Linked DNA regions of Mus musculus: region 2 is linked to region 1. Evidence: chromatin contacts called from public HiChIP or PLAC-seq data. All regions are on one chromosome and are shown on one strand. The core of a region is the stretch at or near the end of the contact, and the rest is flanking DNA. Distances in the headings are between cores, read along the strand shown. Region 1 overlaps Kcnh2 (potassium voltage-gated channel, subfamily H (eag-related), member 2). Region 2 holds the start of Agap3 (ArfGAP with GTPase domain, ankyrin repeat and PH domain 3).

Region 1 (6,720 bases), core at 1,267-3,766:
CTAACTGCCTGGATCTGAGCCATGTCTGTGCAGGGGCTGGGAGGTAAGGGCCCCCAGCTGGCCGGGCAGGGAGAGGCGTCGAGTGGGGCCATCTTGGGGGAGCTCTGGGGCTCCTGCAGGAAGCTCCTCAAACGCCACGAACTGGGAAACCTGCAAAGACCACAGAGCTTGAGAAGGCACTCAAACGTGGGGGAGGAGGAAGGGGCGGAGACCGGAGGTCAGAAACGTGGGGGAGGAGGAAGGGGCGGAGACTGGAGGTCAGAGAGGCTTAGGTGGGCAGAGTGGGGACCTGAGGGGACAAGAAGGCTGCAACTTCTGTAAAGAAATGCACCTTTGTGGCAGGAGCCAAATGAAAGGGCTGAGAGCCACTCACAGCCACCCTGACAGAGGACCTTGCTCTGGACCCGGAGAAGCTGGATTCCAAGCTCTAGCCTCTCCCTTCCCTAGGGAATGTGCCAGGGCAGCGGGAGCAAAGCCTACATGGAATAAGAAGTCCCTGCTTTGGGAAGGCAGCTAAGACAGAGAGAGACAAGGTGCCTCCTTGCAATTTTCCAAAGAACCCTGGGGCCCTGGAAACAACAGTGGGCCAGCGGCCAGGTCTCTGAGGCCAGGGAGAGCGCTAGGGCGGGCAGGAGGGATTTGTGGGTGCTGACGTGTCTACTGGTGAGATCCCTGCGGGGGAGGCTGTGAAGGGAGACTGGCACATTTGCTGACGTGGGCCCTGGTGTCTGCAAACAGGAGCAAGCAGCATATGGGACAGGGAGCAGAGCTGGGGGTGGGAGTAGATCCCAAGCCACCTCTGGGTGCCATAGGAGCCCCCACCCCCACCCCCTTCAAGCACCTATCAAAGCTAGAGCTGGCAGAAAAGACCCAGCTACAGCTGTCCTTCAGGAGGTTACTCAAAGAGAAGAGATGTGGATCAGGGAGGTCCTATCTCAGAGCCTTGATCTTGGCACCCTGGACATGCCAGCAGCCTTCAGGAGGCTATAGCACTGCTAGAGTAAGAGCCAAGATGAGAGGCGGCAAAGTCAGAGGGGGATAACCACAGCAGGGACCACTCTCAGGCAGCATCCAGACCCAAGGCCCAGGCTCAGACATCATGTTTACATCTGGCCCTTAGGTTGCCTGGCAGGAGCAGGTAGAAGAGGATGGGGGTGAGGAAGCCACATTTCACACCCAGCAGCTGTGCAGTCGTTGGGGCAGAGAGGGTGCGGCTGGAGGCTGGGAGTGGGCTCTAGAATGTACCTGAGAAAGCGAGTCCAGGGTGAGAGTGGGGACAGGGCCGACAGGCAACAAAGGGGATGCGGAAGTGGGGCCGGGCCCAGGGGTGGTCACAGCACTGTAGGCAGGAGGGACCAGGGTCATTTGCCTCTGTAGCAGCTGTAGGACAGTGGCCATGTCTGCACTTAGCCGGGTTTCCAGCCTGGGGCAAGGAAGGAAGATTTCTCAGAAGTGGAGATAGCTGGTTCACTCTAGGCTCCCTCCTCATGCAGCTGAGGAAGGAGAGGGTCCACCTGCCTGGCACAGACAGTCCTAGACAGAGCACCCCTGAAACATCAGCAGAAACCCAAAGAGGCCCCAAGTTCCCCCACAGTGCAGCCTACCCCGTGCCCATTCCCTGGGCACCCATCTTTACCTGTTCAGCTGTCTCTGGAGTGCGTCCAGCCTGCTCTCCACATCACCCCGGGATCGCCGACCAGGGCTAGACAAGGGGATGTTGAGGAGGCTGGGGGCAGGGGCAGGGCATCGAGGCAACTCCTGGTACTGGCGCCCCCGACTGTCCCCCCAGAAGCTGAAAATATTGGACACCCCAGAGAAGGCACCTGGAGCCAGAGAGGAGTGGGGTCAGGAAGAAAGTCAGGCCCCTGCCAGTCCCTACCCATCCCCCATACTGCCCATCCCCCACACTCACTCACTCCCACCCCCACCCCAAGGCCCAGGCCTACCTGACAAGGGATTACAGGTGTCACTTTTCTCCCCATCCTCTGTCAAAGGCTCCCCACCTGGGGGGTCTCCCGGAGGCCTGGGGCTGGAGAAGGGCACCAGGCGGAGGGGACTGGAGCTGCGACCAGGGCCCTCATCTTCACTGCTCTCTGGGCTGGAAGGGCCGCTGGATGGGCTCTCCCCCCATGGCCCTCCCGGCTGTCCCCGGCAACTCGGCCCTGGCCCAACTCGGGCAGGGCCTTGCCCCAGGGCTGACACCTCCCCTGGCTGCTCTGTGTCTGTGGGAAACAGAGAGCATACCTCAGAGAGAGGGGAGAACAGGGGACGGGCAAGGGGAGCTGAGCAAGGGGCAGAGTGTGAGGACGGACAAAGTTGTTTTATCTCGCGCCCTGCCACACCCCGGGGGGGGGGGGTCACTTCTGACTCCAGATCTCTGGCTCTCTGTAGCCCTCTGCTTATTCCTTTGTTCTTGTGCTCCCTCCTGCCACCTCCCTCCTCTCTTTAAGGGGTCAAGGCCCGCTAGACAACACTCAGGCATAATAAAGACCAAAAGCCCAGCCTTTGTCCAGTGGAAGGGAGGCATGGGGGTGGGGTGCACTGGAGGACTGCGTGCCTGAACGCTGGGCAAGGGGTGGAGCCTGCACAGCCTGACCCTGCCCGCACTCCCCTCTGCCCTCCACTCTCCTCCTGCCCTCCCCTTGACCATCTCACCCTTGTCTGTACGCCTGCGGAATGACAGTTTGCGCTTGCGTTGCCTGTTAAAGCCGCTCTCTAGTTCTGCACTGCCTGGGGAGCCAGGAATCATGTTGGTCTGCAACGAAGAGAACAGTCAGAGCCCTTAGGTCCATCCTGCCTGGCTGTCCTGGAATATGGGGGTGGGGCAGGCAACTGCACCCCTTCCTTAACCTAGGGAGGTGGGGCTGTGGGGAAGAATTTTCCCTACCCCCATCCCACCCTGTGTCACTTTCCCCCAACACCCTGAGGTTGGTACTTCCATAGCCTGATCTGACTGTAAAAAGACAGAAAAGCAGGCAAAGAAGCTGTTTTCCACAGTCACAGGGAAGGGGCAGCCTGTCAATCATCAGCTCTCTTGGGGATAAAGGCAGCTCTTGAGATGGCCCACTCACATCTCGAAGGTTGAAGGTGATCTCCAGGCTAGACCAAAAGTGATCTGAGAACTCGGGATACATGTCCAACACCTCCAGCAAGTCATCACGATGGATCTTGTGCAGGTCACAGTACGTGAGGGCCCGCACATCCCCATTGGACTTTCCAGGACGGGCATATAGGTTCAGAGGCTCTCCAAAGATGTCGTTCTTCCCTGGAGGCCGTGCAGAAGACAAAGGCTTGAGCCCATGGCATCGGTGGGAGAAGAGCGGGCACCCTCTGGGTCAGCTCCACCCTGCACAGCATCTCCAGTCATCCAACTCCCAGCCACACAGCCAAGGCAGCTTGAGCCAGTTCACATGCTCAGGGCTCTCAGCAGATGGGGAAACACCAGTGGCCAGAGGTGGCAGAGGGAAGGACCAGAGATTTGGAGTCTCTCAGCAACTACTCAGCTAGAAACCGCCAAGGATGCTCCAGCTCTGCCTACAGCAGTGGTGGTTTCCTTGGGACAACTCTACTTCTATCCTCAGATACCCTCCTAACAAAGTACAGTTCCCTATAAACTATGGTCTTAAGACTATAAAAGGCAGCTTGTGGTCAATCAGAACCAGTACTGTTTTACTGAAAGAAATTTCAGGATAGCATAGCTTAGCACAGCGAAGCACAGAAAAGACCAAAATGTGCTCACGTGTGTAGGAAAACTTGATTTCGCTGGGAAGGGAATAAATTGTGGAGTGGTATACATGTTTGGGCTGAACTGTGAAATAAAAGTCTAAAATGGGCACGTCTATAAGCCATGGGCAAAAGTTTGATGCAAGAAACAAAAAACAAAAACAAGAAACAAGAAACAAGAAACAAAAAACAAAAAACAAAAAACAACCATGGGAGGGCAAGAAGCCTCCACTGTCCAAGTGCCATCCATGCACACAATGGCCACAGGCCATTGGGACATGAAGCTTCAGGGAACTGTGTCCTTAGTGAAGGTGGATGCATAGCCTCCAGATGAGAATGTCCCACTCAACTACAAGACAATATTCAACTTTAAGGAAACACTAGATGCCTTTCTATGGATAGATCCTGAAGTTCCCTCAAGTGCAGGGAAGGCTACATAGTCTCCCAATCTAAGAGCCCCGTGTCCTACAGGGTTCCTCTCTGTTGCCCACCCTGAAGGCCCCTCCTCGGGTGACAAAAGAACACAAGAATCCTGCCAGCCACCCCACACCCCAGTGTATTCAGAGGGCTCAGGTCTCTCTGGGTTTCAGTGGGCGTCCCCACCCCATACCCAAGATGGCCACCACGACATCACCCCGCAGGATCTCGATGGAGCCCCTGGAGATGAAGTAGAGGGCAGTAAGCAGGTCCCCGGCGTGCACTAGTGTGTCCCCTGGTGGTGCATGTGTGGTCTTGAACTTCATAGCCAGCGCCCTCAGGCAGCCTTTAGTGGCCCCTCGGAATGGCTTGCAATGCTGCAGCAGCGAGCGGTTCAGGTGTAGGCAGATGTCAGCCTGGAGGCACTCAGGGAAGCCCTTCAGCACCTGCAATGGGGATGGGTCAGTATGATCTCTCAAGTCTCAGTCCACTGGGTCACACCTCTGGCTCAGGGGAAACCTGCTCCTCCCAATTCTGTCTGCTGCAGAACCTGTGGGGGCCCAGAACCCCCTCAGCACCTGGGCACCCACCCTGACCAAGTTCTCATCCGGAAGTGCAGCAATTGATTTCCCATGTCCATCTGTCTTACATGGGATGTGTGAAGAACCTGGCCTCTCCCAGTGGGAGAACGCCAGATGGAGTTTCACGGTCAGAATCCTATGTAATCCTCAGGTTTAATAATTTAATACTAACTACAACCACCTGAGATATGCTGGATGCACCACAAGGGTGGCCCCACACTCATTAATGCCTCACCGCGTTCATGTCGATGCCATTGGTGTAGGACCAAGCATGCTGGAAGTACTCCTCGAGGCGCTGGCGTAATGGGTTGGGAATCTGGTGAAAGCGGATAAACTCCCGCACCCGGAGCATCTGTGTGTGGTAGCGGGCCGTGCCCGAGTACAGCCGCTGGATGATGGCGGACACGTTGCCGAAGATGCTGGCATACATGAGGGCTGGGGGCGTGGGTGAGTGGGGCCGTCAGCATCCGCAGGGACCCCGCCCGCCCACGGGGACCCTCTGCTCAGGCCCCGCACCAGGTCAACGACACTCGCGGTCCGGTCACGACTCAGTCTGAGAGTGGACATACACATGCTCAAACACACGCCAACCTTCACCATTTCCTGCCCTGGTGTCCCAGCCTCCAAACTCAACTGTGAGCCCAGGACTCTAGGAAGGGACGAGGGGGCGGGGCGGGGAGGTCCGACTGCCACTTTGCTCCATCCTAGGACTTTCACTACCATTTCTATCCAGCCATGGCTCCACCCCTCACCCGCCTCCAGGACGCACTCACAGCCAATGAGCATGACACAGATGGAGAAGATCTTCTCTGAGTTGGTGTTGGGAGAGACATTGCCAAAGCCCACGCTGGTGAGGCTGCTGAAGGTGAAGTAGAGCGCTGTGACATACTTGTCCTTGATGGAGGGGCCTCCCAGGCCGCTGCTGTTGTAGGGCTTGCCGATCTGGTCGCCCAAGTTGTGCAGCCAGCCGATGTGTGAGTCCATGTGAGGCTGTTCCATGTTGCCGATCGCGTACCAGATGCAGGCCAACCAGTGCGCAATGAGGGCGAAGGTGCACATGAGCAGGAAGAGCACTGCTGCCCCGTACTCCGAGTAGCGGTCCAGCTTCCGAGCCACGCGCACCAGCCGCAGCAGCCTCGCAGTTTTCAGCAGCCCGATCAGCTAGAGGAGGGGACATGTTCAGAGTGAGGGCACATCAGTAAGGAGCACTGTGGAGATGAGACGGTACTGAGCTGGTGCCATAAAAGACGTCTTCCTGGGCTCTCTCCCTGATAATGAAAACCACCGGGCAGAAAGTCCCCGCACAGACGTTACTAATCTATAAGACAAAGTGCTAAGGGTCTCCATGCCGAGAATGAGGAAAGAGAAGCTCCAAATGAACCAACAGTCACCTCAAGGTACTAGGCCGGAACTCTAAGGAGGAGGGAGCTTTTGTGTAAGTTAGAAAATGATATTCCCACTCCCAGCTTTAAGGGGAAAAATGCCTCTTCCAGCTCCTTATGACCCTGGGGGTGAACAAGCATAGATCTGTTAGGGACCCTCCTTTCCTGTGTAGTGTCCTTCTCTTTTACCCCTCCACCCTACTCCCTCCTGCCTCTTTTGTCCTGGCTGCCTCCTGCTAAGCCCACCTCCTCGGAGCCAGAGCCAAAGATGAGCAGGTCGAAGGGGATGGCAGCCACCATGTCAATGAGAAACCAGCCCTTGAAGTAGTGCACAGCAATGCGGCCAGGATGGCTAACCACCTCCTCGTTGGCATTAACATAGGTGGTACGGAAATTGATAAGGATGTCCACAATGAACATGATGTCCACGATGAGGTCCACTACAGCCAGGGGCTGGCAGGCGTAGCCACAGTCAGGGGCTTGGGACCCATCTTCAGTCTCCTTCAGCAGGAAGGCGGCCGAGTACGGTGTGAAGACTGCCGTGTAGATGACCAGCAGCAGGATGAGCCAGTCCCACACCGCCTTGAAGGGGCTGTAGTGGAGGATGGTCCAGCGGT
Region 2 (6,720 bases), core at 2,130-4,629, 130 kb after region 1:
CCAGTTTTGACTTGGGAGTTTGCACATGCATGTGTGTCTGTGTGACTTGTCTCTGTTCTCTTATGCTAAGGGTACAGGCAGAGGCTCCCAAGCCTGGTTTCTGACATGAATACTGAGGAGTCAAATGGAGGCCCGTATGCTTGCAGAACAAGTCCCTAATTAGTTTTTTAAAAACAAGGGTTTGTATATCATATTTGTATGGGTGTTTGCCTGAGTATATTTAAGTACACCACACTCAAGCCTTGCGTCTCTGGAGGTCAGAGGAAGTACTAGAGTAATAGGCAGTTTTTTGGAGCCATGTAGGTGTTAGGAACCGAATTAGGGTCCTCTGCAAGAGCAGCAACAGGTGCAGCAAATGTTCTTAACTCCTGAGCCATGTCTCTAGCCCCATCCAGTCCAGTCTTAATTAAAGATAACCTACTCTGCTCTTCTATGGATGGGACCTCTGTTTAACTACTTCAGTTTTCAGATTAAGACCAGATCAAATATTGCCTTGGGCACATTAGTTTGGATTTATAAAGTAAGGAATTAACTTCTGTCTAGTTTCTTCATATTTCTTCATTTATGCTATATTTGAGTATATATGTTTTATATGCTAGGTATTGTGCAAGATACTGGGCATATAATGCTTTCTCTCCTTGCCCTCACTGATACATACTAATAGAGGAACAGATATGCAGATAGACAATCAATGAATGTTAAGGTAGGCATGTGCTGGTGGCTGGGGCAGCACTTTGGAGTGTTTCCCTCCCTCTCAAGTTCTGGGGAACTTCTTGCTGCCAATTCTAAGAATCTAACAGAGATGCTATAGGTTTGTTGGTTTGTATTTTTATTTTTCAAGACAGGGTTTCTATATGTAGCCCTGACCTGGAACTCTTGATGTAGAGCAGGCTGGCCTTGAACTCACAGAGATCTTCTGCCTCTGCTTCCTGAGTGCTGGGATTGAAACCATGCACCTCCACCACCTGGCCAGAGTATTAATATTAGTTTTAGAATTGTAAAGTAGAACTATACTTTTTTTTTTATGAGAAAAGCTATATTTTTGTTGAACTACTTCAGTTTTCAGATTAAGACCAGAAATTTTACAAGACATTCCTAACATCATACAGATAGAAGCTCGCATCACTCAATAGTTGGGAGTTGATTGGTTTGTGCCTGATCCTTTGGAAACTAAGAGAAATATGGGAAGGTGTGTAAAAAGTAAAATACTAGGAAATTTTATTTTGGGGAAAAGTCCAAGTTGCCCTTTGAAGTGGAAATGAGTGTAAAAAAAGATGACATGTGGGCTGGAAAGATGGCTCATCGGTTAAGAGCAGTGGCTGTTCTTTCAGAGGACTTAGGCTCACTTCTCATTATACCACACGGCAACTCAAGAGTCTCTATAACTCCGGTCCCAGAGGATACTGACCTTCACAGGCAGCAGGTACTTGTCTGTACATAATACATATATGTACACACACAGGGGATACACCATACACATATAGAGCTATGTGTAGAGCATTTGCCCAGGAGGGTTAGTAAGGCTCAGCAGAGAGGTCTGCAGGACATGTATCAATGGTGAACTGACCCCTTAAGGTCATATTGATTACTATGTTGATTAAGTTAATTAAAAGTTTTAAGTTTTTATTAATGGTCAGACCAAGAGTTGCTTTTCATCTCTGAAGTCTGTTGGTGTCCAAGCTCAGGGGTACAGAGTTAAAAGGCAAAATGCACAAAGACCATAATCTACATCAAAGTTAGATGAGGGTTATACAAACCTTGAAACATTTATGCCTGACATAGCATAATTATTTCAGACATAATAAGACTTTTTTTTTTCTTGTGACAGGGTTTTTCTGTGTAGCCCTAGCAGGTCTTCAACTCATGGATCTGCTGCCCCTGCCTCTGCTGGGATTAAAGGTGTGCACCTCACCACTGCCTAGTGTTGCTTTTCATTTTTGAGACAGAGTTGGTGATCTAGATTCTGCCTTCCTAACGCCAGGACTTTAGTCATGTACTCAGATTCAGCTGGTTTTGGGTTTTTTGTTTGTTTGTTTTTTAAAAAAAGGTCATATATAGCCCAGGTTGGCTTTGAACTCCCTATTAAGCTCAGGCTGTCCTTGAACTAATCCTCCTACTGTATGGCCCCTGTGCTGGGCTAACGTGTACATCATGATACCTGGCATCCTCTAGCAGATTTATTCCACAGGGTCATTCCCTTGCACATGCCACCTCCAGGTTTGAGGATCTGTGTTGGGGATGTGGGTTAACACAGCTGAAGACAACTTTGATAATGGGAATACAGAAGAACTGGGACACTGAAGGGTGATCTCTGGCCCTAGGAAGGCATAGGATAGACAGGGTCTATCAAGAAAAGACAAGGTCTGTCAAGAAAAATTATGAGACCCATGTGGGTTCTGCTGAGTTTCTGTAATGAACCAATGGGCCCTTTTCAGTATGGCAGGGAGGGTCTTTTGGGAGAGGGCTGTCACTGGGAGATAAGAATTGGGACGCTGTTGTTTCAAGCTTGCAGGGTCTCTTGAGTGAAACTCTCAGAGAGAACTGGACATAGGAACGGGGAGCCCGTCCCAGTCTCTCAGGTGCAGTCGACAGTGGAGACTGGGGGCCCGGGGGCCGGGGTCGGGGGCAGAGAGCCAGGGAAGAGAACCCTGGCAAGATCCCTAGGGCTGACCTCGAGGCCTGGAGACAGAGGAGCTGCTGCAGCACTAAAAGAAAGAGGGTGGCGCCCCTGGGCGAGCTTCTCCGCCAATCAGTCCCACTTATCAGCACCCTCAGGCACAGAGAACAGTTCTGAGTAGCCCAAGGATTCCACACGGGCCTAGAGCGACGTAGAGAGGTAGCAATGACAGCTGGCCGGACGTGGGGACAGCGTGATCGTGTCCCCAGGCGGGAGGCCCTCGAGGCTTCTGTCTAGCTTTGGGGCGGGTTAGCGGGCGGAAGGGCCTACGCGGGTGGGTGGGGCCGCGCGTCGCGGCCAGCACGCGGTTCTTGGGGGTGGAGGCTAAGGCGCTTGCGAGAGAGGAGGGGCGGGGGCGCAGGGCGACGCTGGAGGGGCGGGGGCGGCTGGGAGGGGGCTAGGCTGCGTGTGCCGGAGCCGGCGGGGGCGGCGGTGCGTGCGCATGACGCGGGGGGAGGGCCCGGGCCGCGCGCTCCCGGTCCCGTTGTTGTTGCCGCTGGAGGCAGCTCCGAGGCGGCGGGATCTCAGCGCGGGTAAACGCCGGGCGGCGGCCCCAGCGTGCGCGGCCGCGCCTTCTGGCCTCGGCTCCGGGCCTCATGCGCTAGACCGGCGCCGCGCGCTTAGTAGTTAGGGTTCCGCCAGCCCCGCGCGCCTGGTCGCTGCCGCCGCCGCCGCCGCCGCGCCGCCCCAGGCCCTGGCTGGGCCCGCTTCGGGGCCCGCGCCTCCGGAGCCATGAACTTCCAGGCAGGCGGGGGCCAGAGTCCTCAGCAGCAGCAGAGCCTGGCGGCTCCGGGGACCGGCGGCGGCGGCGGCGGCGGCGCGGGGGGCGGCGGGCAGTTCGGCGGCGCGGGGCCCGGAGCCGGGGGTGGCGGCCCCTCGCAGCAGCTGGCTGGCGGCCCCCCCCAGCAGTTCGCGCTCTCCAACTCGGCCGCTATCCGAGCCGAGATCCAACGCTTCGAGTCGGTACACCCCAACATCTACGCCATCTACGACCTGATCGAGCGAATCGAGGATTTGGCGCTGCAGAACCAGATCCGGGAGCACGTCATCTCCATCGAGGGTGAGCGGAGCCGGGGGCCTGCGGGAGCTGAGACGCGGTGGCCTTTGCAGCGCTGGCCGGTGGCGGGTGGGGGGCGAGGGTCCTTCACGGCCTCGGCCCTGCCCCTTTCTGGCGCTCAGGGGTCTTATGGAGCTGAGGTTCACGGTTTGCTAACCCCCACTGCAGAACCCTAGTCCAGGTTTTTCCATGTCTCATACAGGAACACTTTTTTTTAGGGGCGGTGGGCTCGGTCCAGTGTCAGTGGACACGTTTTTTGTTTTTTGTTTTTTTTCCTCCGTGACCTGGGATGTGAAGATGGTTGTCGCTCCAAGGACTGATGCGCTGAGTCGCCAAAGACCGGGAGGGCCTGGGGCCACATCTGGCTAGGCACGGTCAGGCTCGCTGGGTGCGACGGAAGACCTTGGTGGGTCGTGAAGGTGGGGCTAATGCCTGAGAGTAATCTTAGCAGCTGCCCTGGCCCAGCCGGGCTGTAGGGGTGGAGGATCAGAGAGAGCTTTGGGTTAGTGGATGGCAGCCTTCCTGGGCCTCTCCTGCAGGCTTTGGAGGGTGGCGCTCCCCGCGGCGCCCTCTCCCGACGCACACCCACCCCCACGCTTCTGCGGTCGGGCGGGCGCGGGCCTGGCCTGGGTGCAGGACTGGGGAGCTGTGGCCGCGTGGGAGACTCTGGATGAACCCTCTGCGCTTGCCAGTCCCTTCTAACCCCCAGGCATCCATGTGGATGTCAGGATGCTGACTGACCTCCAGGGAGGTCGGGCCTGGATGTAGGGGGACTGTAAACCTCAGGCCATGCACTGCTCCTACTAATGTTCCTTTCTGTGGGCACATGGGCCTGAACCCTGGCAACTGAAAGGCACGTTAATTGGGGGGCACACTGCTGGCAAGAAGCCCCACAACCTTTGGTGTAGTGGAGGCTGGCTGGCAGTAGCAACAGGCACCCCAGTGGCAGTGTTGACCTTCTAGCAAGCTTGGACAGATGGGCCTCGCCTTGGTCCATCTGCTTCTTTTTCCAACTCTGCTTGAAGGGGGACGCCCACCAGCAGGTGGTGGGTTCCGCCTTAGTGGCAATGCAGGGAGCAAGGCTAGTTGCTGCTGACTTGGAATTAGGAAGGGCATGTCCACTACTTGGGTCCTTCAATTTAGATCCTGCTCCCATCTAGTGTGAGGCTTTGGAGCCATCTGTACTTGAACAGGCCTGTTTTGCTTTTTTGAGGTACCCATTGCTGATGAGTCTCTGATCTTTTGTGAGTAGAGCCCCCCTCCACCTTTAGATCTGGGCCCCTTTGTTGTAACATTCCCAGCTGTCTTCCTTTTGATCTTTTCCCAGCCTGTTTTCTTCTCTTTCCTTTCAAGGCAGAGTTCACTGTGAACTAATTAGGTGACAGAAAAAACTCATTAACATGGATTTGAGTAAATGACTTGGCATCACTGCTATGCTGGGGATTGGGAGGTAGCATTAGTGTGAGCCCAGGGTCTTCAGGAGAGATGAGGTGGGGTTTTTTCCCTTAGATTCAGAGGGTGAGGCCGGAAGAGACTGTTCTCTGAGCTTCCCTGTTCCTAGAGGAAGTGTCAAGTTCCTCATCAACTCCCAAGATGATTTCCCGTGCCTTTTTAGGAGGCTGAAGCAATTTACTGGACAGCCACCAGTGTGTGTGTGTGCAGCCACCAGTGTGTGTGTGGAGGAAGGGAGGGAGGGAGGGAGGGAGGGAGGGAGGGAGGGAGAGAGAGAGAGAGAGAGAGAGAGAGAGAGAGAGAGAGAAAGTATGTATTGGGGGATCAGCTGTCCAGAGACTTTCAAGAGTAGGGAGCAGACAGGCTGAGCAGGCTCTGCACCTAGTTCCTGTTTATCAGTATTATTAACGACCTCAGTCATCCCTACTCACATACCAGATTGGGCATCTTCTGTTCGAGTCATGGTCCCAGGAAGTACTTGGGCCGGTTTTGATCTCTGTCCTAAGTAAAACATGATAGGCAGCGTTTTTCTAGAGCCTTCCCCCAGAGCAACTTCCCCGTTGAGGGTTGGAAGTACCCCACTGTCCCATCTGCTTAGCCTGGAAGCTTTGTATCACCTTGATGAAATCCTGGGCCTTGGTGATCATTGTCACCAGACTGACCCAGCTGTTCCCCATACACACACAGCCCTCTGCTCTGCTGTCCCCGGCCTGTCCCTGTCCCATCTGTCTGGGAAAGCCTCCCAGTGCCTTCTTTCACCTTCGCTTCCCAGCCTCTCCTAGGAACTCAGTTTTTTTACCCCCGCCCTACAGGCTCCCACACTTCTGTCGACCCAACTTTTCCACTGTAGGCAGGCTAAAAATTAAAGTAAAATAAAAAATAAGGAGCCTAACCAATCAGGCTCCTATTCCAGTGTTCAGCCCTGTGTGCTCCCTGCAGTAGACTTCTCCATCTGCCTAACCATATTGGCCTGTTCTACAGGGCAGGGCTCCCACCTTGTCCAGCGAAGGGTGATAACACATCTTGATCTTTTCTGTGTGAAGCCCAGCAGATGTAGGATGTTACATGCACACAGAGCTGCCAGGGGCCTGTGCTTCAAGGGGCTAACATTTCACCTTCCTTCAGCTAATCCCTGGTGAAGGGCTTGTTCTGTTTTATCAGAAGGTGACTACCAGAACCATTTAAAACACTGAAATTCCTTTCCTACTCAAGAGAGAACACCTGTCCAGCGCTTATCCCCAGGGAATGAAGGAAACCACCACCAGGGCCTAGAGAATAGAATGTGCAGAAGCTCTGAGTCACTCAGCCTCACCAGTGGGAAACTGACCCTCAGAAATGGGAGGGGCCAGTGTTAACCCAGCCTCTCTCCTTCCCAAGGAAAAGTTGAGTCTCTTGGTTGCGGCTGGGGCTGCGTCCTAGAAAGAAGAATGCATGCACACCAGGGTTTCTCCTGATGGCACTCAGTGGGGGAAGGAGACTCAGGGAGACCTGGCCATCAAGGACCCCAGAGAAGGTGTTGGGAGGAGAGTTCTAG

The links. HiChIP or PLAC-seq counts read pairs in DNA pulled down with a chosen protein or histone mark.
Region 2: a contact with region 1 is called in an H3K4me3 HiChIP or PLAC-seq map of embryonic stem cells, with 22 read pairs. The contact joins the promoter of Agap3 here to the enhancer-like site in region 1. A contact is called at or near these places in 3 of 39 promoter capture datasets (embryonic stem cells and neural stem cells), 19 of 484 Hi-C or Micro-C datasets (the CH12 cell line, the G1E-ER4 cell line, adipose-derived mesenchymal stem cells and 4 more), 5 of 115 datasets of contacts at active chromatin or transcription factors (embryonic stem cells and pancreatic cancer cells) and 4 of 9 other capture datasets (adipose tissue, embryonic stem cells, liver and 1 more).

What each region holds. Positions count from the first base shown.
Region 1 is chr5:24,320,000-24,326,719 of GRCm38.p6, forward strand. Kcnh2 (potassium voltage-gated channel, subfamily H (eag-related), member 2) reads right to left here. Exons shown (of 15, transcript NM_013569.2): 6 at 6,350-6,720; 7 at 5,495-5,882; 8 at 4,957-5,156; 9 at 4,334-4,586; 10 at 3,072-3,265; 11 at 2,656-2,755; 12 at 1,947-2,222; 13 at 1,637-1,823; 14 at 1,246-1,423; 15 at 1-150. The coding sequence ends at 1. All of the region lies in intron 2 of Gm15589 (a long non-coding RNA gene), which reads left to right. Among named protein-coding and RNA genes, the nearest start is that of Gm15589, 12 kb to the left of the region's middle. Within about 2 kb of position 2,517, at least 51 of the 459 cell types and tissues checked have an H3K27ac peak or open chromatin away from gene starts, as enhancers often do. A contact at or near this core is called in differentiating embryonic stem cells and embryonic stem cells, where this site is marked.
Region 2 is chr5:24,448,798-24,455,517 of GRCm38.p6, forward strand. It overlaps Agap3 (ArfGAP with GTPase domain, ankyrin repeat and PH domain 3), which reads left to right and starts at 3,380. Exons shown (of 18, transcript NM_139153.2): 1 at 3,380-3,737. The coding sequence starts at 3,410.